Linked DNA regions of Mus musculus: regions 1, 2, 3 and 5 are each linked to region 4. A link is a contact called in public ChIA-PET and Hi-C data. All regions are on one chromosome and are shown on one strand. The core of a region is the stretch at or near the end of the contact, and the rest is flanking DNA. Distances in the headings are between cores, read along the strand shown. Region 1 has its middle 28 kb from the start of Gm33897. Region 2 has its middle 39 kb from the start of Btg1. Region 3 overlaps Gm33843 (a long non-coding RNA gene). Region 4 has its middle 78 kb from the start of Gm34044. Region 5 has its middle 71 kb from the start of Gm33897.

The links. Hi-C and Micro-C count contacts between places; a contact is called where the count stands out from the background. ChIA-PET counts read pairs in DNA pulled down with a chosen protein or histone mark.
Region 1: a contact with region 4 is called in a Hi-C map of uterus, with 11 times the contacts expected there. The contact joins two enhancer-like sites. A contact is called at or near these places in 1 of 15 datasets of contacts at CTCF or cohesin (the NIH/3T3 cell line), 15 of 484 Hi-C or Micro-C datasets (3T3-L1-derived adipocytes, the AML12 cell line, CD4 T cells and 4 more) and 14 of 115 datasets of contacts at active chromatin or transcription factors (the NIH/3T3 cell line, T-cell acute lymphoblastic leukemia, Th17 cells and 11 more).
Region 2: an RNA polymerase II ChIA-PET map of memory CD8 T cells shows a contact between it and region 4, with 40 read pairs. The contact joins two enhancer-like sites. A contact is called at or near these places in 1 of 15 datasets of contacts at CTCF or cohesin (the NIH/3T3 cell line), 1 of 484 Hi-C or Micro-C datasets (bone marrow-derived macrophages), 16 of 115 datasets of contacts at active chromatin or transcription factors (the SCID.adh cell line, T-cell acute lymphoblastic leukemia, bone marrow-derived macrophages and 13 more) and 1 of 9 other capture datasets (embryonic stem cells).
Region 3: a contact with region 4 is called in a Hi-C map of bone marrow-derived macrophages, with 12 read pairs. The contact joins two enhancer-like sites. A contact is called at or near these places in 3 of 484 Hi-C or Micro-C datasets (the N1E-115 cell line, bone marrow-derived macrophages and muscle stem cells), 13 of 115 datasets of contacts at active chromatin or transcription factors (bone marrow-derived macrophages, craniofacial prominence, double positive thymocytes and 10 more) and 1 of 9 other capture datasets (embryonic stem cells).
Region 5: a contact with region 4 is called in an RNA polymerase II ChIA-PET map of memory CD8 T cells, with 24 read pairs. The contact joins two enhancer-like sites. A contact is called at or near these places in 1 of 15 datasets of contacts at CTCF or cohesin (large pre-B cells), 2 of 484 Hi-C or Micro-C datasets (CD4 T cells and bone marrow-derived macrophages) and 13 of 115 datasets of contacts at active chromatin or transcription factors (the SCID.adh cell line, T-cell acute lymphoblastic leukemia, bone marrow-derived macrophages and 10 more).

The regions. Positions count from the first base shown.
Region 1 is chr10:96,684,977-96,689,830 of GRCm38.p6, reverse strand. No RefSeq gene overlaps it. Among named protein-coding and RNA genes, the nearest start is that of Gm33897, 28 kb to the left of the region's middle. Within about 2 kb of position 3,525, at least 109 of the 459 cell types and tissues checked have an H3K27ac peak or open chromatin away from gene starts, as enhancers often do. A contact at or near this core is called in 3T3-L1-derived adipocytes, the AML12 cell line, the NIH/3T3 cell line and 4 more, where this site is marked.
Region 2 is chr10:96,653,402-96,658,517 of GRCm38.p6, reverse strand. No RefSeq gene overlaps it. Among named protein-coding and RNA genes, the nearest start is that of Btg1, 39 kb to the right of the region's middle. Within about 2 kb of position 2,102, at least 52 of the 459 cell types and tissues checked have an H3K27ac peak or open chromatin away from gene starts, as enhancers often do. A contact at or near this core is called in the SCID.adh cell line, fibro-adipogenic progenitors and memory CD8 T cells, where this site is marked.
Region 3 is chr10:96,592,437-96,597,343 of GRCm38.p6, reverse strand. Gm33843 (a long non-coding RNA gene) reads left to right here. Exons shown (of 4, transcript XR_380712.2): 2 at 1,810-1,922. Among named protein-coding and RNA genes, the nearest start is that of Gm33843, 3.9 kb to the left of the region's middle. Within about 2 kb of position 1,418, at least 9 of the 459 cell types and tissues checked have an H3K27ac peak or open chromatin away from gene starts, as enhancers often do. A contact at or near this core is called in bone marrow-derived macrophages, where this site is marked.
Region 4 is chr10:97,310,782-97,315,846 of GRCm38.p6, reverse strand. No RefSeq gene overlaps it. Among named protein-coding and RNA genes, the nearest start is that of Gm34044, 78 kb to the right of the region's middle. Within about 2 kb of position 2,041, at least 387 of the 459 cell types and tissues checked have an H3K27ac peak or open chromatin away from gene starts, as enhancers often do. A contact at or near this core is called in 3T3-L1-derived adipocytes, the AML12 cell line, the NIH/3T3 cell line and 9 more, where this site is marked.
Region 5 is chr10:96,784,603-96,788,990 of GRCm38.p6, reverse strand. No RefSeq gene overlaps it. Among named protein-coding and RNA genes, the nearest start is that of Gm33897, 71 kb to the right of the region's middle. Within about 2 kb of position 1,575, at least 51 of the 459 cell types and tissues checked have an H3K27ac peak or open chromatin away from gene starts, as enhancers often do. A contact at or near this core is called in the SCID.adh cell line, T-cell acute lymphoblastic leukemia and memory CD8 T cells, where this site is marked.

The DNA of each region.
Region 1 (4,854 bases), core at 2,276-4,775, 630 kb after region 4:
ACACACACACGTACATGTGGAGGTATAAGCATCATATTGGAGATAAACAGATGTGTGTGGGAAGACATAGAAAACTACACATTCAGAAAGAACTCAGCTTTCACATGCTTCTTAGCCTGTACTGTATACAATTGTATACAAATAAAAAAAATGGATGCTCAGGCATAACTAAGAAAAATTTAACTGCCAAAATTATTTTAGAAAGCCATTTAGCAGTATACATGAAAAAAAAATTAGAGATTGCATGGTGTTTTCCAATCTGTAATTCCTCTCCCTGGCAACTCTCACAAATCAGTGGCATGGAAGGCATTTATAAAAGGACACTAATGTGAGACATTTATTTAATGAGAGGGGAGAGAGAGAGAGAGAGAGAGAGAGAGAGAGAAGAGGCGAGGCAATGTCAATTCATGGTAAATGTGGGAGCGGGTTATACTTCATCCTCACAGTGTATAATCAGAGCTGGGCTCAGCTGAGATAAAGGGCTGATTTTGAGGGGTTTCTGTTATGCTCACTTTTGAGTGATGAAAAAGAGAGACATGGAAAATGTATGTTACTCATAAAATAACCAGTAACAACCTTCCCCCATCTCTGTGTGTGGATGTACAACTGTGATTATAATATAAGCACGGGGGGAAATACAGAAGTCCATTTAAGGTTGCCAACTAGACCTACACACCTCAAGAGTGGGGGAGCTGAGCAAACGAAAAGGGGAAAGGTGGGGGGGAAGCCAAGCAAAGAGTTAAAGACCCACTTCTCCAAGTAACATAAACATATATGTATTTCTGCAAAATTACACACAGACACACACACACACACATATAGTCCAAAGCCAGCTCAAATCATGACCTTGGTATTAATAAAAATATCACCTATTTACTGAGCTCTCAGTATAGGCATGGCACATTCAAAAAATGATCCTTCTAGAATATTCTAAGAAAGCACATCTCCTCAAGACAGCCTACCAAGAAGCATAGTCACATTCCCATTTTCAACCAAAGGGCAGTCTAGGTGACTTCCCTACAGCTTCAGAGAACATCACTTGACACATTCAAATGAAAACAGAAATCTTGCTCACTTCTTTGGCCATCATGTTTGGTTTTCTTTGCTGTCTGCATCTGGAAGACAAATCTTAAGAAGACATGACAATCGTTAAACGTGTCAGTTATCCACTTGGTTTTTCATACATATGTATTTTGATCCCATTCACCCCTATTGCCTTGTCTTGGCACCTTCCATTCCTACTGAACCCTTTTCTCTTCTCCACCAGTGCCCCTTGTGCTTCACATGTCCTTTCTTCTTCTTAATGATCCTGTGAGTTTCATTAGAATGTCATTAGAGCAGGAATAAGGAGTCATTTGTAGGAATGTGAGCACCTTACCTGAGGTTACATCATTGAACAAGTTGTCTCTCCCTTTCTGGTAATGGTTAATCTTAATTAATTGTCAACGTGATTCTACTGATAAACACCTAGGATTGAAAGAAAGCACTACAGTGGGGTGTCCGTGTTGACAATCAGATTCTGAACTGATGATAGGGTTAGCCCTTGATGGCTTCATAACAGGATGGCTTCCACTGGGAGATGGAAACCTGCTTGGAAACAGTAGTTCTCCCTCTGTCTCTGTCTCTGACTGTCTCTATTTGTCTCTCTGTGTGTATCTGTTCTGTCTGTGTCTGTCTTTATCTCTCTATCTCTCTCTGTCTCTCTCTGTCTGTCTCTTTCTGTCTCTGTCTCTCTCTCTGCCAACCTCGATCACATGCTCTCCCCCCACCCCCATTCCGCCCAAGTACCAGGCTAAGCAATCCCAATCTGACCCTCTGTATTTACACCAAACATTTCCTTATGACGTGGCATGTGATGCATAGATAGATGTCCTACATAAACCATATTATCCAACCAGTCAACATGGGTGCGAGTCATCTAAGTCAAGGGTAATTGTCTTCAAAGCAGCCTATCACCCATTTGCTCAATAAGAAATCACTGAACCCCTCCTGTTCTGTGCTAGGAGCTGGGGATTTGTGGGTAGCCATGGCAACGTCTTAATAGGTGATAGATTGGAGTGAGCTGATCATTCACATTGTAGCAGTGTATTTTTGATTTTATATTCTAAAATTTAGATGGGGCTGACCTATTTTAACAAGACCATAGGGGGAGATTCTGAGCCTGCCAAAAACCAGGGGTACTTTCCAGGGTCCCAGCAAGTCTCTCTGATCCAACAGAGGAAGGGAGTAATAAATGAAAGGACCCGAAAGCATCCTTCCCACAACCAGCACATGGCAAAGCAAATTTTTTCTCATTAGTGTTTGAGGTAGATGTTATGGGTAACTTGCTTCTCTTCTGTCTTCATACTTAACTGGAACATTCTTTGATTGCCAACATCTATAAAGAAATACCATGCACAGAGTGTTTTATGTTCCAACACCATGAACCACCACTGCCCCTGGCCACCCATCCCCGCCCCAAAGATTTCTCTTCATCCTCTTCCAAAACCCCACTATATGGCTCTCCCTTAGAAGGTCAAGATGGTTGAAATAGAGGCAGTGATTGAGGTGAGGTTGTAGCCAGTCACTGACAGGCTTATTAAGTAAACATCATTGAGAAAACGCAGAGCATCGTCCACTGCTGTGAGTTTGGATTCGGAATCTGTAAATATACAAAGGGAAAAAGAGCTTTGGTGTCTCACAGCGCTTTCTGTCCAGGAGCCAAGAAGTTCAGTTGCACATGTGTGTTTTTGCAGACTCCTGGCTTGCACTCCTCTTCCTTATTCTGGCTGCCCCCTGCACCACTCTTGGCAAGCCTCACTCTGGAGAGGTCTGAAAAAGTTTCCATCCAAGCGATTCCTTTAGTTAATCATTAGCAGCTCTGGTAAAAAACTGTTGGTGAGCCAGTTGGAAAAAACTAACTGGGGGGGGGGGGAAATCTCAGAGTTCATTCATTTGAGACACTTCAGGAATCTTATCCTGGTATACTGAGCTATGGGTGGGCACCAGTGAGACACTACACTAAGAAATGATATCTAATCATGTCTCTGTATCTAATATAGGCTGCATGACATTGGTCAAGGGAGAGAAAGGTCATTGGTAAATAAATACACAGGTTAGAAACACTTCATCTTAACAGACAATTTAGGTGTTTTTATCTCCCATTCTACAATGTTAGATTTGAAACCAAAAGCTGTTCAACTTTGCCCGTATTAGAGCATCTTTACTTAAGTAAACAAGGAGTGTCAACTTGTTGCTCTCTGCAAAGCTTTTCTCAATCTGTTAGCTTGTGAATCATGTAACCCAGCAAGAAGCAAACAACCTCTCTTGCAGTTTCCACACAACTTTTCCCTTCTTGGCCGGGATTTCACAGCAAACTTTGGGTACACATAAACAAAGCTGTCTTCTGCACATAAAGATGACAGAGCTGTTGTTCACTCATTAGCTGTCAATATAACATGGCTTTCACTCCCCCGTGGCCGTGGCCGTGGCCTCACCCTTGTTTAGATTGCTCAGTTCCTTCAGTTTAGAGGACATTAAAAAGCAGAACTGGCCTGGCTGTTTTACGTTGATGGTGAACTTTATGCCTTGGTTGTGTTGCAACCCCAGAGTTTACTCAATTCCACCTGGCAATTCAGTTCTTTGAGATAAAGGAGGTTTCTCTGGGGGAAGCCAATAACAGTTTCTCTTTTGGGTCTCTTGTTGGCAGACAGCTGGTGGCACATTTAATACAGTCATATGACTAAGTGTGTGTGTGTGTGTGTGTGTGTGTGTGTGTGTGTGTGAAACTTTTTAACAGTTAAAAACAAAACTAGTGGAACCCAAAGGAAGCTATTGCCATGTCAGAGAACCTAGAGCATCATCTTGTTCGAAACTTTGTAAGGATGTCTTTTAGAAAAATCATCTCTTGGGGTGTAGGGGAGGCGGGGCAGGGCAGGGAATGTACGTGTGCGTGCGCGCGCGCGTGTGTGTGTGTGTGTGTGTGTGTGTGTGTGTACGTGCACTCACCTGCAGGTTTTGGAACTGTCATAAAGAATCCTGAAATACCCAATGAAAACTCCAAGCACCTCCTATGTTCTCACTCTCCCAAGCACTGTTGGATTTGAATCAATTTCTCATGACTGAAGTGAGAGTTGCATTTGTAGATCTTTTTTGCAAGTCCCGCATGTAGCTGTACACTTTTAGAAAACTACACTGAAAATGACAAACTTAGTAATAACTACACATGGAAACAGTGAGTGCAAGGTACGTAAAGAAAATTGGCAAAGGACCCATCAATAGGAATTCCAAGAAAGGAAAACTTCACGCTGTGACCTAACCAAACAGAAACTGTCTTCATATACACATCTGAGTACAGGAAAGAAAGAAAGAAAGAAAGAAAGAAAGAAAGAAAGAAAGAAAGAAAGAAAGAAAGAAAGAAAACTAATGACCTTTTCTAGCTCCAACCTAAAATATGTTGATAACCTTAACTTTACAAGTTGTGGAATTAGTTTTGCTTAGATAAACCACCCATGCAAGTGATTAGCTGATGATGAGGTCACTACAGCAAATCCCAGCCCTCTTACATGGAGCTTGGGAAGTCGGTGATGAGGATCATTCACATACGCAGAAAGGATCCCAAGTAAATATGAAGGTAGACATCGGAAGGACAGGTCTGAGAAACAAAGAAACCCAAAAATTGACATCAAACCACTAGAAGCCAGAAGGGACTCTCTGATTCTCATAGGGTTTAGGAAGAATCACTCTGCAGCCTTGACGGTTGAGCTAACCTTGGATAGATGCTCTCCAGCCCATGATGGACTTCTGTTGTTTCAGTTGACAAGTTTATGGTATTTTGCTAGAGCAGCCCCAGGAGACTTGGTATAGTTTGTAGAT
Region 2 (5,116 bases), core at 853-3,352, 660 kb after region 4:
ACTGAAAGTGACAGAGGAAAACTCCTGACATCTTCCTCTTGCTTCTACATGAATGCAACACACACACACACACTCACATAAAACCAAGTAGGTTTTCACTTATAAGATCATAGTAAGCAAAAGACCAAATATGAAGTACAGAGAACCCGCTACTCACCCTCCCACACCCACAGATACACTATACACATAGCCTTCCTCATCCTTTCAAGTCAGGATTAGAACGCTTGTTATTAACTGACGATGCTACCTTGACGCTTCCTTACTGTCAATCATACACAGTTTGCATGAGAGTCCATTTCTACTTAGAGACTTTCCCTAAGTTTGGGCACATGTATAATACGTAACTGCCTCCATGGAACCTCTCAGAAGGACCGGACCCTCTCTTCTCTGTCTATTCATTCTCTCTTACCACCTAACCTCTGAGAAACACTGAGTTTTTACTGTCTCCAGATGCCTGTCACTTCCCGGTGTCAAACAATTAGAATCCTATACTACATAATCTCCTCAGAATGGCTTCTTTTATTTAGTAATATACATTGAGCTATTCTCCATGCCTTTTATGACTGGTATTATTTCTGTTTGTAGTACTAAGCTATACCCCCTCTAGCTATATCATACCCTATCTGCTCCCTTATAGAAGAACAACTGGTGGCCTCTAAAATTTGGCAATTATGAATAAGCTTCTTTACATATCTGCCATAAATAATTCTTCAGCCTTATTGTATAGATACCAAAAGAGCATGATGGTTGAATCATATGAAAGTCACATGTTTAGCTTTATAGGAATTGTCAAACCCTTCCAGATAGCAAGACTCTTTGGAATCTCTACTGACAGTGAATGAGAGTTTCTGGTGTTCTATGTTCTGATCAACATTTGATGGTGTCAGTGTTTAAGATTTGATTGGAGCTAATAGGCATGCAGTGGTGAGCCATTGTTCATTTAATTTACAATTCATTGCTGCCATTTTTTTTTTTTAGCATGATTATGTTCCATCTTTATCTCTTCGGTGTGTTATCTGCTCAGGTCTGTGGCTCATCTTTAGATTGTTTGATTTCTCACTGTTGAGACTTGAGAATTATTTGTATATTTCAGAGAATAGTTTCTTACCTAGAATGTCCTTCATGACTCTTTTTTCCTGTTTTGTGGTTCGCCTCCGTCCTCTTGGTAAGACTTTCATGATACCTTGTAAGTGTGTAAACTTTTCTTTCTTTGTCTATTGGCTTTTTTCCTTTTCTTAACCTTTCTTTTTTTGTCAGCCATTAAAATAACTCGTGCAAATGGCAAATAGATCACAGGCCAAAGAGAAGAGCGTGCACACGGCAAATGGATTCAACTCAGAAAGCTTGTAAGAGTTCCTGTTGTCTGGGAAGACAAGGCAATTGCCTTGCAATACTGCCTACGGGTAGAGCACATGATACTCAAGCCTTTCGTGATTACTGTATACAACAATCAGCTAAATTAAACACACTCCAATTTAGGAAAGTATTTGAGGGTCAGGTGTCACTCATTGAGTTGACCATTGGAAACTTTTGATAAGAGGAATGTTTGGGTTGGTTGGTGGAAGGAATTTCCATGAACCCCACACCTCCCGAATGTCTGTCCTGATGTCTTAAGTCCAGACAAAAGCTGGTTGAGAAATCATGAGATCATTATAAGACTCTAAAAGCCTTCAGAGACTCTCTCTCTCTCTCTCTCTCTCTCTCTCTCTCTCTCTCACACACACACACACACACACACACACACACACACACACACACACACACACACATTAATCTAGGCTAACAGTCACAAATCTCAGACTTCAAGACAGAGTAGAAGGATGATCTAAATCTGTTCTTGGTGCTAATGAGCACGGGGATTCCTAAGAGAACATTCAAAGACAGACGGATCTTGTATTATTCAGAGTCAGGTCTCGAGCTACCCAAGCGCACTGAAGCTGACTTGCTGTTGCTAGAATCATGCAAGAAGAGAGACAAGAACCTTTTCGTTTGATGCAATGCTCACTGTCAGATGCATGTGTGTGGACGTTGTCTAATACCAAGTGCTGAACTCTTATTTCACACACAGCCCTCCACATACAGATCATTTCCTGTTGGCAGTAGCCACCATTAGGAAAGTCTGAGTGAGACACATGATGATGATCTCTGATGAAATAGCTGTCGCCACACTCAGACTAACTCACCCCAAGGAAAGGCTGTGTAATGCTGAACAGCCAAGAAATGAATTCCAAGAGCCTTGGAACTTCAGGACACATGAGATGGTAATGTCACAGAGGCCAGTACAAAATGGGGAGGAGACACTTACACACCCCAGCTCAAAGTTTCAGACAGAAGCAGCTGTGTTAGGTTTGTATCTAGAGCTGTATTTACAACTGAATGTCCTCACACCCAGCAGGACATTAACCCAGATTTGCTCCTGAAACACAGCCTCTTAAGAGTCTTATGAGTCTCTCAGCAACTTAGAAGAGGGAATAAAGGAGACTGTGGGGGCATCTGAACTGATCACCATCCCTCTTACGGAACTTCTTACTCTGTGTGCAATTTGCTAACACAAATTCGCCTCCAGTTATCCAAAAGGTCGGTGGTTCAAACCCACCTGGTAATGTGTGCACTTAGGTCTAGAGAAGATGGCTCAGCACTAAAGAGTCCTTGCTGCTATTGAAGAGTATCCATGTTGATTGATTTCATGCTGTCTCATGTGCTGAACACCAGCCACTCTAAAGACCAAATGGGGAGGGAAAGAAAAGCCATTGCTCTCCATTCAGAGGACCCAGGTTTAGCTCCTAACACTCACATGGGGTAGCTCATAACATCTGGAGTTCCAGCTCCATGGCTTCCAATGATATCTGGTCCGTATAGACACAGACACACAGACACACACACACACAGACACACACACACACACACACACACGATGCACACTCACCAAAGGACACATGCAGACACCTAAGTAAATAAATCTTTTTTTTTTTAAATGAAGACAAAATAGTCCATTTTTACTTTCTTTTAAGCAACTATATTTAACTCCGATCCTTTAAAAAAAATTCAGATTGTTTAAAAGCAATTGAGTAATAGAGTGTAAATTAGAATATAACCTTAAACATCACGGGTTAAACACTTTATTTTGACAAGAAATGGAATTCCAGAGACAATGGACCTTTCTTAGCACATGTGTGATACAGCTAACACCACCCAAGAGCTTATTTAAACTACAAAACCTGGTAGGACTGGTTCTCCAAGCTCTTGCTATCTAAAATCCCACTCCCCCTTCCCTTAGTACTCCAGTGTTGCCCTGGAGAACCGCTGTCTCTCCCTTCCCCTCACCACCCCAGCCCTGACACAAAGGGCCATTTTCTTTGGTACTCATGAGGATTAGAGACAATCACAAAGGTTTTAAAAAAAATAATTAACCAATAAAAATAAAGTCAAGTTAAATAATCCCCCAAGACTGACAATTCCCAGTCTTTCTTTCTATGCTATAATAGACAGACCCCAGCCCCTCGCTGAAAACATCTCCTGCAATCCAGAAACCTCAGCCGCTTCTTCTAGAAGTGGGATTTGATCTCTCCATTTTTTTTCCCTCTCTAGTCTGGTCTTTAAGAAGAGACATGTGGTCTCATCTTCAGGAAATCTCTCCCACCCAAGAAACAATTAATGAGTACACTCGGTGTGTGTTGCAAAACTGAGTGACTTTGATCTCAATACCCTCAGAGCTCTAGACCGCGCCTTCCTCTTTCTGTCTGCCGAGGTATGGCCTTTCTTAAGCTTTGTCTCTCGTTCTGCAGCAACAGAAAAAGCAAATAAAGTGTGTTATCTCCTGCTCACTCCCACCATGGGTAAGGTGAGAAAATTCTCAGAACACAGCCTTGCGAGGCTGGACTGATACTAACCCGCTCCAGGAAGCAGGATAACCACAGCTTTCCCTATTCCTTTGTGTCTTTTCCTGTAATTTCAAATTTACACATAGGCCCCAGGAAATTTCCCAAACCCTCTGTTGGAGTCCAAAGCTAATGGTGTGAAGCCACATTTAAGAACTGTTTTGTCTTTTTTTTTTTTTTTTTAAATAGACCACCCATTAGTTAAAGTGAAACGCTGGCAAAAACTGGCTGAAGGACAAAGTTACTATGTTCTGAGGCAAATTTAGAGCAATGAACTTGTAGTGTTCTACACCTTAAAAGCAGATCTGAATACACAAGGACTGAACTTTTCCATGAGGGTTTGTTTCTGGGTTGGGTACACTGGATAAACACGGATTCGTTAATCATTATTCTGCCCCGTTTCCTGGCTATCATTATCTGTTAGATGTTATTAAAATGATTATCCAGGTAGATGTGTAAAAGAAAACCAGTTGCTACGAGAACACTACCTTATCAGCTCACCAGCACTACAGCATGAAGTTCCAATGCTGTCCCAGTCTCCCTAATGAATACCCACACAGATTGGGACTTGAGTGGCTGTCTTTAAAGTACAATGAAAGAGCTACGAATTCTGATGGGTCTCTGACCCAGCCTCTGGTGTCACAGAAAGCATGGTACATTCTAAACCATTGAAATTTAACAAAGATTTTTGGCTTTTACAAAACTTACTAACTCAAAATAATAATAATAATAATAATAATAATAATAATAATAATAAATTAAATTAAATTTAATTTAAAAAGCCTGTGTTAATAGTTATCCCTACACAGGACCTTGAGCATTTTTTCTGATCTAACTTCCATCTATTAGAGAATCAGCAAGTGTGAAGGGATTGGAGGAAAGAGAGAGAAGGGTTTGAATGGGAGACTGGGACAATTCCCGAGGGTAAATGGGGGTAAGAGGTAGGGACAGGAATTTTTACTATTTTTACTATCAACAATGTATTCATCAATATTTAGTATGCATCCCTTGTGGCCTACAGGAGATACAAGGAGGCCGGGATGAAGCAGCACAGGCTACTTACAAAAGTTTAAAGTGGAGGCAATAATCCCTTATCAAATGACCTCAAATATAGGTGTATACTGAAGGATGTGCTATGCAGTACCCAAACTTTAGTAGGAAGAGAGTAAGAGAGGGAAGAGAAGGGCAAGAGGGGTCCTGGGTGGCTTTACCAAGAAGTGTCTGGAAGATCTTGGAGA
Region 3 (4,907 bases), core at 169-2,668, 720 kb after region 4:
ATGGCATTTCATTTACAGTTAACATTCAGGATCATATGAGGGCAGTTGACACGGAGTACACATAGAAAGTGTTGCACTGAATGAATTACACATCTGCTGTTCACCTCCCTGCAGCTAGAGCCGGTGTCTGTGGATCTCAGAGTAGCCAATCTGAAATCTGTTTTTCCAGGCCTTACTTATGCCTTCTGAACCTTAGCAGGTGAGACAACAGACAAGGCCGGCTCGTCAATCATCGCTCGGCCTCTGGTTTTCCTCTGCTTGGAGCCTAGGCTTTCAGTGATTTGTCCCAGTTTTGATGTTTTTGTTGCTGAAAAATCCCCGGGAGGCTGCGATCTTTACCAGTGTTCCCCCATGTAGAGTTTCCTCATAGAAATGAGACCTAGATTCACGATAGATGATGGCAAGCTGACTAGACCCCTAGAACCTGTTTACCAAAAGACGTTTCAAATTTTCAAATCAGCGAGGAGAAAGGGATAAAAAAAGACCACAAGTCTGCAGATAGGACACGTTTATTGTGAAAACAGCCAACTTATTCAGCTGAAAGGGACAGTGTCAAAAGGGGACAAACAGTACTACCCAGCAGGCGGTGATTACCCATGGAGCCTTCACATTTCCTTCTCTGACCTGGACTACAGAAGAAAGAAGGTCCTCTTTAAAGCTCAGACCACAACATTTGAGCCCTAAAATATTTGATGGGGAGAGGCTGCGACAGGGCTGGAGGTCCAGAGAAAATACAGGACAGTCGGGCGAAACTCATTGCAAAAGAACAAACATTCCCTTTTCACACGTAAACAGGCCTCATGGATCCGCTGGGCCGTGTTCATGCTAAAATCTGTTTATTGCATCTGATTATTGCTTCTTTGAGGTTCTGATTTAACTGTGTGCTCTTTGTTGTTGTTGTTGCTCTTGGTTTGGTTAACCTGGCAACTTTAGGTAGGAGAGTTGTAGGGGGAAAATACGCACGATGTTAAAGAAAAGAAGCATCATTCAGAGCACCCTCCTGGAGCTGGAAGGATAGCTCAGATACGGAGAGATGGAGAGATGCACACTTGCTGCCCTTCTGAAAGGTCCGGGTTCAGGTCCCAGCACCCACAAAGCTGCTCATGTCTGGTTATGACCCCAGTTCCAGGATATTCCCCCCCACCTCTCTCTCTTCCTCCCTCCCTCCCTCCCTCCCTTCCTTCCTTCCTTCCTTCCTTCCTTCCTTCCTTCCTTCCTTCCTTCCTTCCAGTATTTATTTATTTATTTATTTATTTATTTATTTATTTATTTATTATATGTAAGTACACTGTAGCTGTCTTCAGACACTCATTCGGGACCTTAGGAAGAGCAGTCAGTGTTCTTAACCCCTGAGCCACCTCTCCAGCCCCAGTTCCAGGACTTCTGACACACTCTTCTAGTCTCTTCCGGTATCTGCATGCACGTGGTACTCATATGAATGCAAAACACACATGTAAAAATAAAAACCACTATGTCTTTTTAAAAAGGCCAGAGTGCATTGGAAACATCAAATTCTGTCTTTTTGGGGGAGGGGGGAGATATTGGGGAGGGGAGAGCGAGAGCATTCACCTTATAACTCCAGGTTTCAGTTCATCATCACAGGGAAGCAAGGCAAGCGCTGAAGTGGCTGATCGAGTCACAGCCACAGTCCAGAGCAAAGAGACAAACTTCCCCCTTCTTGCCTGCCTGCCTGCCTGGTGGTTTGCTTATTAAGCTCGAGGGTAAGCACCACTCGCTACCCATCAACCCATCTTGGCGGCTCTTGCTTGGCTTTTTGTGGTTGATTTTTGTTTTTTGTTTTTTGACAAGACTGGGATTAAAACTAGGATGTCGTGATGCCAAGCAAGCACCTCACCATTGAGCTACATCTGCAGCCTGGGATTTCTTATCTGTCTAAATGTAGGAATACCCAACACAAGAAGGTAAGTGTTTAGCATCTGACAGAAAATTACCCAAGCTGGGTGCAGGGGTGCATCCAGCTTTGCCAAGACACTAAGGCAGGAGGAGGCTTACTTGAGCCCAGATGTTAAGGTGCAGCCTGTGCCACATAGCAAGACTCTAATGGAAAAATACAGCAAACAGGAGCCTGGATTATCAGGAGTGACAGCGTCCTGTGCCCTAGGGACACAGGCACCCAGCATTCCAGGCTTTCTGCTTGCAGCAGTATCCCAAGCACTTGACCACTCTCCCATCAGCAGACTCTCACCTCAGCGCTGAGAGCTTCCTTAGCGAGGCCTGGAGCTCCATCTGTAGCGCTTCTCTGTGTACCTGGAGCTTCATCTATGGTGATTCTCTCTGTACCCTGAAAGCTGTCCTTCCACATTTCTCTTTTTCCATTTTTTGTGTGTATGAATATATGTGTATGTATTTATATGTGTACATATATATGTGTGTTATATGTGTATATTATGCATGTATATGTATGTGCATTGTGTTATGTGTATATCTGTATCCATGTATATGTGTATATGTGTGTATTATGCATGTATATGTATATTGTGTTATATATCCATATATATGTATATGTGCATATATATGCATGTATGTTTGTATGTATATGTGTATATACCATATACATGTGAATGCCTGCCTGCATGCATATATGCATGTATACATGTATATATGTACATGTACATATATGTGTATATGTGTGTATGTATATGTGTGTGTTTGTGTGTGTGTGTGGCATGCATGTATATATGTGTGTCAGATTTTTCCTAGAGGAAAAAAAGAGTCTACCGTGCTTTGTTTTACACTTTAAAAATGATCCCACAAAGTTGAAGAAATGTCCTGATTCCAAGACAATGAAGTTGAGTGAGAGAAGGAAGTGAGGTAGTAAAGACGGGAGCATAGTGAGCTTCCCAGTTGTGAGCTCCTCGGAGCAGTTCTGCTGTCGCTCAAATCATCTGTGTCTGCAGCCTTCTGGTGTTAGTGCCCGAGCAGCGAGTGTCTTTTGAGACACTCCCTTTTGTCAGAGATGCTCCTGTTTCCAATCCCTAACAAGGGGATTAGAAATTTTTGTTTTTATTCTGTAAGAAGTTTGTATCGGGAAAAGAAGCAGATTTTTTTTTTTGCGTAGCTATAAAGTGAGAAAATATCCAAGTTTGGGTGGGACTAGGGGCATTAAATAGCACAGAATACGACAGGATATAAATTACTGGCTTGGGACAAAGCCACTCTAAGGATCTCTGTCAAAACAGCCAAGCTCTTCCCAGAGAGAAGAAAGAATTTAATGTACAGCTAATTGGAAAAGATATGCCTTGAAAGAAAAAAAAAAAATTTGGCAGCAGCCATCCAAAGAAGATCTCCTAAGCCCTCTTAGTGAGGCGTGAAGATGCTTCAGGAGGGGGCTCTGTTCCGATTTTCAGAATCCTTCTGGTGTCTCCTCTCCCAGTTCTTTCCCGTAGTGATTGACATGTAAATCCTTAAAAGTGAGAAGGGATCAGTGGGTCTGTCTGCAGAGAGTGACAGCATGAGAACAAGGCACTCAGAAGCTGGGATAGCACACAGGGGAGATCTGCCACCCCAAGACACTCAGAAGCTAGAATAGCACACAGGGGAGACCTACACCCCAAGACACTCAGAAGCTGGGATAGCACACAGGGGAGACCTGACATCCCAAGACACTCAGAAGCTAGAATAGCACATAGGGGAGACCTGCCATCCCAAGACACTCAGAAGCTAGAATAGCACACAGGGGAGAGGCCTGCCACCCTGACTTGATCCTGAGAGCCGGCCCAGGTCTAAAGAGAGGATAATAGGGTTGCTGTTTAGGGAAAGGGAAAGTATTTCTAGAAGTATTTCTAGAAACTTTTGAAGACTCGACATCTTTGCTTGTGAGAGTATGTGTGTGGTGTATGAGGTATGTGATATGTGGTGTGGCATGTAGTATGTGTGCATGTGTATATATATGTGTGTGATGTGTGTGGTATGTATGCACGTGCGTGCGTGCGTGCGTGTGCGTGTGCGTGTGTGTGTGTGTGTGTGTGTGTGTGTGTGTGTAATGTGTTACTGTATAGTCAAGGCAAGTCTTAAACTCTCATATTGCCTCTGCATTGCCCCTTGAGAACTGGGCTTACATACATGTGCCACTCAGCCCGGCCATTTATTAGTTGTCCTTTTCCCTCTTCCCTTTCTTCCTCCCTTTAAAAATCTAATGTTTCGAGCATAGGGCCTCGTGTACACTTCCAAACTTACTACAGGTTCACACTCCATTCTCATCCCATGATACACTTTGACCAAAAGCAACTTGGAGGTTGTTTTACCTTACAATTCTCAAGTCAAAATCCATCACTGAGGTTAGGACAGGAATTGAAGGTAGGAACCGCAGAGGAAGCCTGGTTACTGACTCTGTGTGTTTTCCTGCACAAGTCAGGCCTCCGTGCCTCAGGATGGTGCTTGTCTACAATGAGGTAGTTCCTCCCACATCCATCACCAATGAAGATGGTGTCTTGCAGATATGGGCACAGGTTGAACTGATTGGGGGCTGGACGGGAAGGGGTGGCAATTCTTTTGTTGAGGTTCAATCTTCTGCAGGAACTCTAGGCTGTGTCATGTTAACAATTGAAACCAACCAGGACATCCTGTGACTTTGAATTTTGATGCTCTTGCCTTTGCTTTCCAAATTCTGGGATTGCTGCACCAAGACTTCACTTGCAGCAGGCAAGCTTGTAGCATCTGGGTTGCATCCCTAGCTCTGTTCCTTTCTTTTCAAGTTTTAAAGTTGTTTTTTTTTTTTTTAAATAAAGTGTTTTTGCTTTCTTTTGTTATTTCTATTTTTTTTTTTTGTTTTTTTTTGTTTTTTGTTTGTTTGTTTGTTTGTTTGATAGGGTCTCAAGTAGCACAGGCTAGCATCTAACTCTTGCTCCCCTCACTTCTGCATTTTGTGTGCTGGGGTTACAGATGTG
Region 4 (5,065 bases), core at 792-3,291:
AACCTGGCAGCATCCAGTCCTTTTCTGCTTACCATTCTCATAGAGGCTCAGGCAAGGGACCTGCATATGTTTCTTCTCCCAGGAGAACTTCCATGGACAAGAAAATGTACACCAGGGTTGGATAAAACTTAACAAATGCTGGGTGGAGGGGTTAAATGTTATTTTCTTTAAAAAATAATAATATACCTATTTTATTCTAATAGTTTTTGCCTTTAGGGAGTTTATATATAAACCCAGAGACTGCGAGGTGAAGACACATTTAAAAAAATTGATATGATCGTTGTATATTTACTTTTAAACCAGACAAGCATATAATCAAACCAAACCACAAACAAACAAACAAACAACCCAAATCAAGGCACTTCCCAGATGATTAAGTCAAGAGCAAAATGACCCGGCCCAAAGAATGAGGGCCTAGCATCAAAAAAGTGTCATGGATTAATTTTTACTGGAGTTCAATGTGCTATATGCCACTGCCAAGAGAAAAGAATCTTGCCTGGTCTCAGTTTTTTTCAGATTCTTTGACTCTAATAAGAATGAATATTAAACTAAATTGTTAGCAGCTGGTTGCCTATCTAAACCTAGCAAAGTTCCTGGGAGCTATTATAGAGGTTTTAGAAAGCTGACCTAGTGTGCCTCACACAGTTGTTGGAAAGAGTGGCCTCTTTTCCAGGTGCATTGTTACAGTCGTTCAAATTCACCATCAGAAAAGCAGGGGACATTTCTCCCCAACAGTGAAATCTGCTAAGGCAAGGTACACACCTTCCCTACATCTTGACTGTTCTCCACAGTTCTGCTAGAACTTTTGTGTAAACTTTTCCTTATCCTTGGCTACTTTTGTTATGGAAGCCTCTCTCCTGAAGAACGCCTGCATCTTTGAATAGGATCCTAGCCATGTCTCCCAGGAGCCTTTGCGGGATTTCTGCACTTGCCTGACACCATGTTTAAATGACACTTTCGTGGTTTGCAACAAAAAATAACAGGCCTTTTTCAGGAGATGAACAAAGAACAACAAATAAAGTCATATCGCCAAGCTTGGATAAATAAATACTAGGCAAATCTACAATTTAAAAATCTCTTGTAAGAACCAGGGGAGATTCTTAACATCTTTCTTATTTAGGCCTCCACAACCCCCCCTTTCCTTTGCAGGAAATAGTTTCATTTTTCTGCCAATAAATTGCTTTGTGATATATATTTTGAGATCAACTTAGCTTTTTCTGCTTTTTGGCCTATTAAACGGAAGGCTCGGGGGTTGGGGGGTGAATCAAACTTTACAACCTGGTATTTTCACATCTGGCAACTTTTCGTTTCCTGGATATGTTAGATAATTTACAAACTATGTGTTTTGATGCCTTGTCACTTAAAGTGTATTTAGGGAGGTTAAAAAAAAAAAGTCCCCCACTGAACAATCGGTTGAATATGCTGCAAACCATGCTTTATCTAAATACCCCCACAAAAATACCCCACACTGAGTATTTATAATTTTAGATGCCACACATAAAGTGTATACATGTTGCAGTAATTATATACATATTGAATGCGGTAAGGGAGAAAGATGGATATTATTGTAACTCTCATTCAGTCACTGATGAAAATTTTGTCAACCCAAAATGAAAATCTACAAAAATCCCTTGTTAAAAGCACCTTCACACTCGTATTGAAACTGTGTGTGTGTGTGTGTGTGTGTGTGTGTGTGTGTGTGTGTGTTTAATACGTCCACACACTATGAAATGTTTTTGGATCAAGTCTGAATACAATATATTTTAGGCTTTCTCTTCCTAAAAGGGTAATACAGAGCTTGTGAAAACGCAGGTCCATTTCTGAGTTAGTTGTTTACGAAAAAGCACATGCTAATGTAACAGTGTATATGGAATTAAAGAGAAAATGTCAAACACGCCGTGACATCCAAAATACATTCAGCTGCTGCCTTTTACTATGGGGACTTTCATTCTGCCGCGGACTGCCTCCAAGACCCAGTGGTTTTGTGTGTTGGGTTAAAAATAGCCTGCCAAGCCTGACAACTAGATTCTGATTGGCCCGAAAGGGAGGCCGTTCAGCCAATGAGAGCGTCTGGGAACAAAAGCAATTCTTTTGTGTGTATGTGTGTGAGAGAGAGATGCTCAACCCACGTCAAAACAGCTTCGGGCTGTAGAAATGATTTGGGTAGAGATTTAACAAGGTAATAATGCATTTCAGCCCTCTGAAAGGTTTGAAGCGGAACAAAGCGGGGGGTGGGGTGAGGGGAGCCGGGAAATCTACAAAAGAAATGGAGCCAGAGCTCAGCTTCTACCGATGAATCATATGGGTGTTCGTGCTACAAGCAATACTCGTTTTCCTTCCCCCCACCTCCCTGAGACCTTTACTTACTTTTCAGGCATTTTCTCCTCCCAAACAGACAAAAGCCATCAAAGGCTTTTTACTAATGTGCAAGTTTGTTGTTGTGATTCGCTGGCAAGGAGAAAGGGACAAAACCCAACTACAAAACTCATTTCATTAAATGTCACAAAAAGAAAACAAAGACCCATGAGTTGTACGCCGTGAGTAGTGAAGATCCTGAAACTTTGAGCTTTAGATTGTGGGTATCAAACACAGCCCACACTCTCAAAGACAGTTCCGGGTCGCTCTCCAGATATGGAAAACAAAGAGGGACTTGATTAGAGACAGCTCTGGGTGCTCAAGGCCTTGCGAGCATCGGGCCGCCAGGGGTCGCTGTTGCACAGTCGACGAATCTCTTCCGCGGCGCTTTCCTGTGTGTCTTTAAGGAAAGAAATAGGATTTGATAGGTACTTCTAGCTTAGGACTAAAAAGGGGTTTGGGGGGGGGGGGTGAGGGGGCGCTGTCGCCGTTTGAAATCCTTAAGTACGGCTTATGATCAACACTATGGGACAAAGCAACCGAAAACACAATTTACTATACAGGGAATTTAGTGCCACGGAGGACAAATGTTGCTGCAATAACTTGGTATTGTGACTTAAGAGAGCTTTTCCTAAACCACGTCGCGATTTTAAATTAGATGAAAAGAGTGAGCACACAACGCTGTTACGGATACCTTATTGTCTCCAATATGTATATGCGAGTGACCTGTGTAATGTACCCAGCCAGACGTGTTTTGGCAAAACAATTCAGATAATACGTGGCTTACATATTAACCACAGAGGAAAGTGTCAGTTCAACACACTGTTTTCCTCTTGAGCGTAGATTTCACGGTACAGGACACATAAGCAAAACTTAAGAAACCTTTACTCCTGGTGTGGGTGTGGCATCTAAAATAACCCCGCTTCTGAGTAAAAGAGGAACAAACGTTTATAGTCTAATTGGGCATGATAAACTAACAATGCCCAAACATTTTCTGTTTGAGAAAAAGCATAACATATTTATTTGTGAAGTATTGTTCCAAAGTACATATTGGAGCCAGTAATGGACTTTTTTCCCCTGTTCATATTCATCTAGCAAACATACAAAACTGGAAGCGTCCTGTGCCTTTCTTTTTCTATGACACTCAATTATAATGCGTTGTACACAGCATATAAGGAACTAAAAGGCAAAGAATAAAACCTACTGATTAACTATATTTCCAAACAGCTACATTCCCAGAAGACTGTGTGTATGCCTGCCTGCACGTATTCAGCATTCGACAGCTCCAAAAACAAGGTCTATTCCCTTAAGGACTGTCATGAGTTTTATGAAGTTTGCTCAATCATGTTGGCCTAACAGCAGCTAGAGAAACTGATCATTTAGCCAGTAGGTATAATTGTCGTAGAGAGCCCAAGAGACTTAATAGAAATAGCATGAGGTGGTGTCAGTGGAAGAGTGTTGGGCCACCGTATGTATACTGCCTTATTCCATGCATTGGCTGAGTTCCTTACTTGCTCAAACCCAGGCCTTGCAGCTGCCCCCCATGCCAGACCCATCCCATTGGCAAGCACCAATCCCTAATTTTACTAAAGATGCTCTGTTATGCTTCAGACAGGAGCATCTTGTCCTCTGAGAGGCTCCAACCAGCAGCTGATTGAGACAGTTTCAGACACCCACAGCCAAACAGTACATGGAGCTTGGGAACTCCTACGGGAGAATAGGAGGAAGGATTGCAGGCCAGAAGGGGATAAGGACCCCATAGGAAGACCAACAGAGTCAACTAACCTTTGGGGCTCTCAGAATCTGAACTACCAACCAAAGAACATACACAGGCTGGACCTAGGCCTTCCCGTACATATGTAGCAGATATGCAGCTTGGCCTTCATGTGAGTCCCAAATAACTGGAATGGAGGGATTGACGTGACTGCCCCAAAAGCTGATGCCTGTAGGTGGGATATGTTCTTCTAGTTGGGCTGCCTCCTCGTCTTGCCTCAGTGGGAAGAGAAGTGCCTAGCATGGAGGAGACTTGATGTCCCAGGGTGGGGTGTGTTCTCAGAGGGGCCCCTACCAGCTCAGATGAGAACGGGGGGGGGGGGGGAGGGAGAGTGGGGGAAGGGTTGCGGAAGGGGGTGACTGGGATGGAGGCTGTGAGCTAGACGTAAAGTGAATAAGTAAAAAAATAAAATTAAAGAGAGAGACAGAGACAGAGACAGAGAGATGAGAAAATGCAAGCAGTTGTTGCCCACACTGCTCCACCTCTATAGCCACCTTCATCATCTGCTTAGAGTCACACATGTTCTTTACAAGAAAGCAAACTTACTTTTTCTATACATGGCGTTCACTCCGATGAAGTCATTCCTAATCTCATTCCTAGTCACATCCATTAAATGAGTGTTTAAAGATTTCTTCCATTTCCTTCCTGCTTCCCTTCCATTTCCTTCCTGCTTCCCTTCCATTTCCTCTCTGCTTCCCTTCCATTTCCTCTCTGCTTCCCTTCCATTTCCATCCTGTTTTCCTTCAACATTCACTCTTTCCACTGCAGGAAGTAGCAGACTGTCTGTCATGTTCATTCCCCCAGACAGGAAGATGGAAGAGTAAGAGAATTCCTTAATCTTTGCTGTGCTATTTCTATTAAATCCCCTGGGCTCTCTATAATTATACCTACGTGCTGAATGATCAATTCCTCTAGCTGCTCCTCGCTGCTGTTAGG
Region 5 (4,388 bases), core at 326-2,825, 530 kb after region 4:
GACTCGATTTCCATAAGTAAATGGAATCTGAGACTCATTGCATGTTAATCACATAGTTTAGTATGTCCCGTATTTATTTTGAATAAGCATTGCATTCTCAAATAAGAATTATGTGCAGGAAGATGGGCCAGAATTTGATGGAGAAACCGGTGGGTACCCACTTCTTTTGGCTCCCGTGATGAATAGAGATTTTGAAGCCTATAGAAAATGAGAGCAGATGTGGGTAATGACATAATTTGTTATTTATGAATGCAGGTTTTCTCTGAAGATTGAGGAATTATCATGAAAACTATTCACTGAACCTCAAAAAAAATCAATAAATATTAATATCAGAATGCAAATGTTTTCACTATCATTTAAAATGTGAAGAGTATTTACCCATTTATGCCTCTGAACAATTCAGAGTGCCCTGAATGCTTATTGACTGTATGTCATTGCATGGTTCAGAGCAGTTCTCTGAACTGCTTAAAACTCTCAGCAAATCAGGAAGAGCACATTCGAAAAAGATAAGGCTGCACATTGTCCTCTTGCCCCTGTCACTCGTGGAAAGCGCCCTGGAGTGCAATCAGGAAACCTGGGCTTCGATATTTAAACACCATGTGACTCCAAGTAGCTTTCTCAAATATGAGCTACATTTTCCAAACCTATTAAATGAGAATAAAGGCACCACCCTCAAAGGGATATTTGAAGATAAACTGACATCAGAACCCACAGTATACATTACTATTTTAAACCCAATTAAGAATTAAGGATCTCCCCCCAAAAGTAGTAATTATCAACAAGATTATCTGAGAGTTCTTTTTTTGGTGGATATGAATTTGATGACATCATCCACATGAAAAGGAAATGGCAGGTCATCCATATATATACATATATATATATAGACATATATATTCAAATATTTCTAGTTATGATAATTATATAATTGTATAGGGTATAACTAAAAATTTCTCTATATACACAACAATTATGGGACATTGATTTAGTCTTTGATACTATGAGTGCTGAACAATTGATTGAGTTACCAGAGTGGTATGAATTTAAGAATGTCTCCCATAGACTCAAGTATTTGAATACTTAGTTTGCAGCTGGTATCAGTGTTGGGGAAGGCTATATAACCCTCTTTAGGGGGAGTCCTTCTGAATGAAGGATATCACTGAGGGTAAGGTTTGAGAGCTCAGAGCCACTTACAGCCTGTTCTCTCTAGTTCATGTTTGGGCTTAAAGATAGGATTTCTCAGCTTCCTGCTTCTGCTGACTGACATGTCTGCCTCTTACTGATAAACCTTCCTACCATGGTCCATTCTTAAACCCCCCGGAACCATAAACCAAAATAAATTCTTCCACAAGTTGTCACAAAAACAAAAACACAAAACCCTAATACAGTCATTAAATTTATTAAACCAGTAAAATTGATAGTTCACATCTGTTACAGTCTTATGAAGATTCATCTGTCCCTTTCTGGAACTGGCGAATAAATCATTGAACAAAAGCTCACCAGCTCAATACACAGTTCAAACAGCATTATACAGGAAACCTTCTCAAGTGTCTTGTAATCACCTGCCTAACGCTCTGTGGTGCCACAGGCAGGCGCAGGAAGTGGTTACAAGTAATCAAGCTCTAACTTTACGACTTTAACCAACTCAGCGGCTCTGTTTGCATGGCTTTCAAACAGCAGCATTTTGCCTAAGATTCCATTCACACAAGAGAATGCAGTGGTTAGTTCTTAACTGTCACCTTGACACAACCTAGAGTCACTGGGGATGTGTCTCAGTGAGGAATTGTCTAAGTGACCTGGGCTTATGGGCATAACCCTGAGGATTGAATTATGTATCAAGGGATAGGAAAATACCCAACCTAAAAGAGAAGCACATCGTTCCCTGAGCATCCATTCTCTCTGTGCTATTGACTGTGGGGGTGACGAGCAGCTTCAAGTTCACACCTTGACTTCCCCAAAACGATGATCTGGGACTTGAAACTTTAAGCTAAATAGACCTTTGCTCCCTTAAGTTGTTCAGACAGAATGTTTTATTCCAACAACAAGAAACAAAATCTAGACAGACAATTTGATTACTATAAAGGCACTTGAATTAATCATGGTTGGTGGTGCATTCTTACAATCCCAACATTCAGGAGGTGGAAGCAAAATAATCACCAGATCAAAACCCCTCAGCTCCAGATTGAGAGCCTTTCTCAGACAACCCAAAGGAGAAACATCTCACCTTGATGATTCCACCTTCGACAGTTCAAAGATGAGGAAGCTGTAGCCCAGAGACCACAGTACCTAAGGTAACAGTCAGCTACTTAATGAAGAGCACCACTAAGTTCTCTAGACTCTTAGTTGTCGTTATTTCTCCCATCATGATAATAATATCCATCTCCCTGTCATGTGCTGCACATCAAACACCAAGCCACACATTCCACCTGTATTTTTTTTTATACGCGGAAAACTCTTTAAGAATTCTACCAGTTTGATGAAGAAGTTCAAGGATGTTAAGCAACTTGAACAAGCCTACATTCGATTTCAGCCTAACACAAAATGTGTTTAAGCTGGAGGTTTCGTGTTGGCCATGAAAACAACAAGCCATCACAAAGCCCGTGAATAACTGAGTGTGTATTATATAATTAGTGGCCAGATTTTGCCATGCTTTTCATGTTCACTTTCTCAGAATTGAGACACAAGGACTATGAACATAGAGAAACCAAGTGAAATCTTTATTTCAGAACTGTTTTCCTCTCTCTGAACTGTAATCACATCTAATTTTATGTTGATTCTATATGTTATTATTGGGATAAGCTTGTGGCTTTTCTACTGTCTGATAGATCATGTTATTAAACACATTCATTTATTTCCTGGCTCAGGTGGTATAATGTGTACTCTGCAGATGAAATCTGTGTGTGTTATTGGGAAGGGGCTTTCCAGGTGACATTTGTGCCTTGCAAGTTTCATGTTCAAATCAATTTTCTTCAAATATAGATAAGCAGGGTGTTTTAGTATAACACCATTGTGGGATTTGGCCTATTTTTATGCAAATTGTAAGTCTGTATCTCAGGTATACAGAGTTTCACGGTTAAAAAATGTATATTCCCTTTCAATAATCTGTCTATAGTATGAAATTATCAAGGATGGATTTATTAGACCCAAAGAAAATAGTAATTCCAATTTGAGGCTTTTTACATAAGTTAAAAGGAATGATATTGTGGTTCCTGCCATTGTTATATTGTTTAAAGTAGAGATGGATAATGGGGTTTAAAGGTATATGGTAAAGAAGAAATACAACACAATAAATAATACATGAGAAGGGAGAATACTGTCGATGAAAGCATATGAAAAGACAGCAATGGGGAGATAGTCTGGGGGTTGGGGAGAAATCAAAATGAATCTAAATTGATAAAGTATGCCTGAAAATGCCACAAAGAAATCTGTTACTCTGTGATCTAATTTAAAATTTTTAATTAAATTGAACAGATTCAAGAAATTCCTGTAGTATACTTACAAATATTCATATGTGTTGCTGTTCTCTTAAAAATGAATATGTCTCACCAAAATTGGCTGCGGGCAGAGGGGGGTCCTCAGAAGCCAGAGGTGACTAGTGTTACTGTTGCTTAAAGTCTTCACAAACGTGTCTGCAGTGGAGGTAAAGTTTACAATGCACTCCTTTAAAGTATCAAATCCATATTTAATTAGCATCTGTCTAGGCTAACAGTTGGTGCAAGCTTTGAACTGTACACTTTGTGCTGTTAGATATCACACAAGTTCTATGCACTGAGTGGGCCAGACTACTACTATTTGTGATTATCTAGGCATATGAGTCATCTTCATGTGTCTAGAGATCCAGGTTTTCCTGGCGTGTGTGTTTCATCACCTTCTCCATGAAGAACTTCCTTCAATATTTTTTTGTAAACCAAGTAAAGGACTTCGTTTTTTTGTTTGCTTGGAAAGTTCTTATTTGCACTTGGTTGTTGAATGATAACTTCTGTATCAAGAATTCTGCACTTGCTTCTTATCCTTTGGAGGTTAACAATGCTGTCAGTTTATGTAACTTTAGGTGAGAGAAGTCTCTTTGCTCTTACATTGCACACGTAGCTGTCCCCTGCACTATAGCCTTCTGTTTGTTATTCCTATTGCATTTCCTAGACCATTTGATGTTATCCTATGGCCATTCCCTGCTCTTTATTTTATTTTTACTTTGTTCTTTCTTCTTGTGTTTCATTTTCCCCAACTTTTATCAACCTACTATAAAGCCCAGAAATCCTCTGGTCTATGTGAACTCTACTTATAATTCTACCAAGTCAGCCCCCTTTACCATGGTTTTCACCAGCACTGTGTGATTTCTCATAGAGTACACATCTTTCTAAGGGAATTCTTTAGCTGTTGATGATATTTTA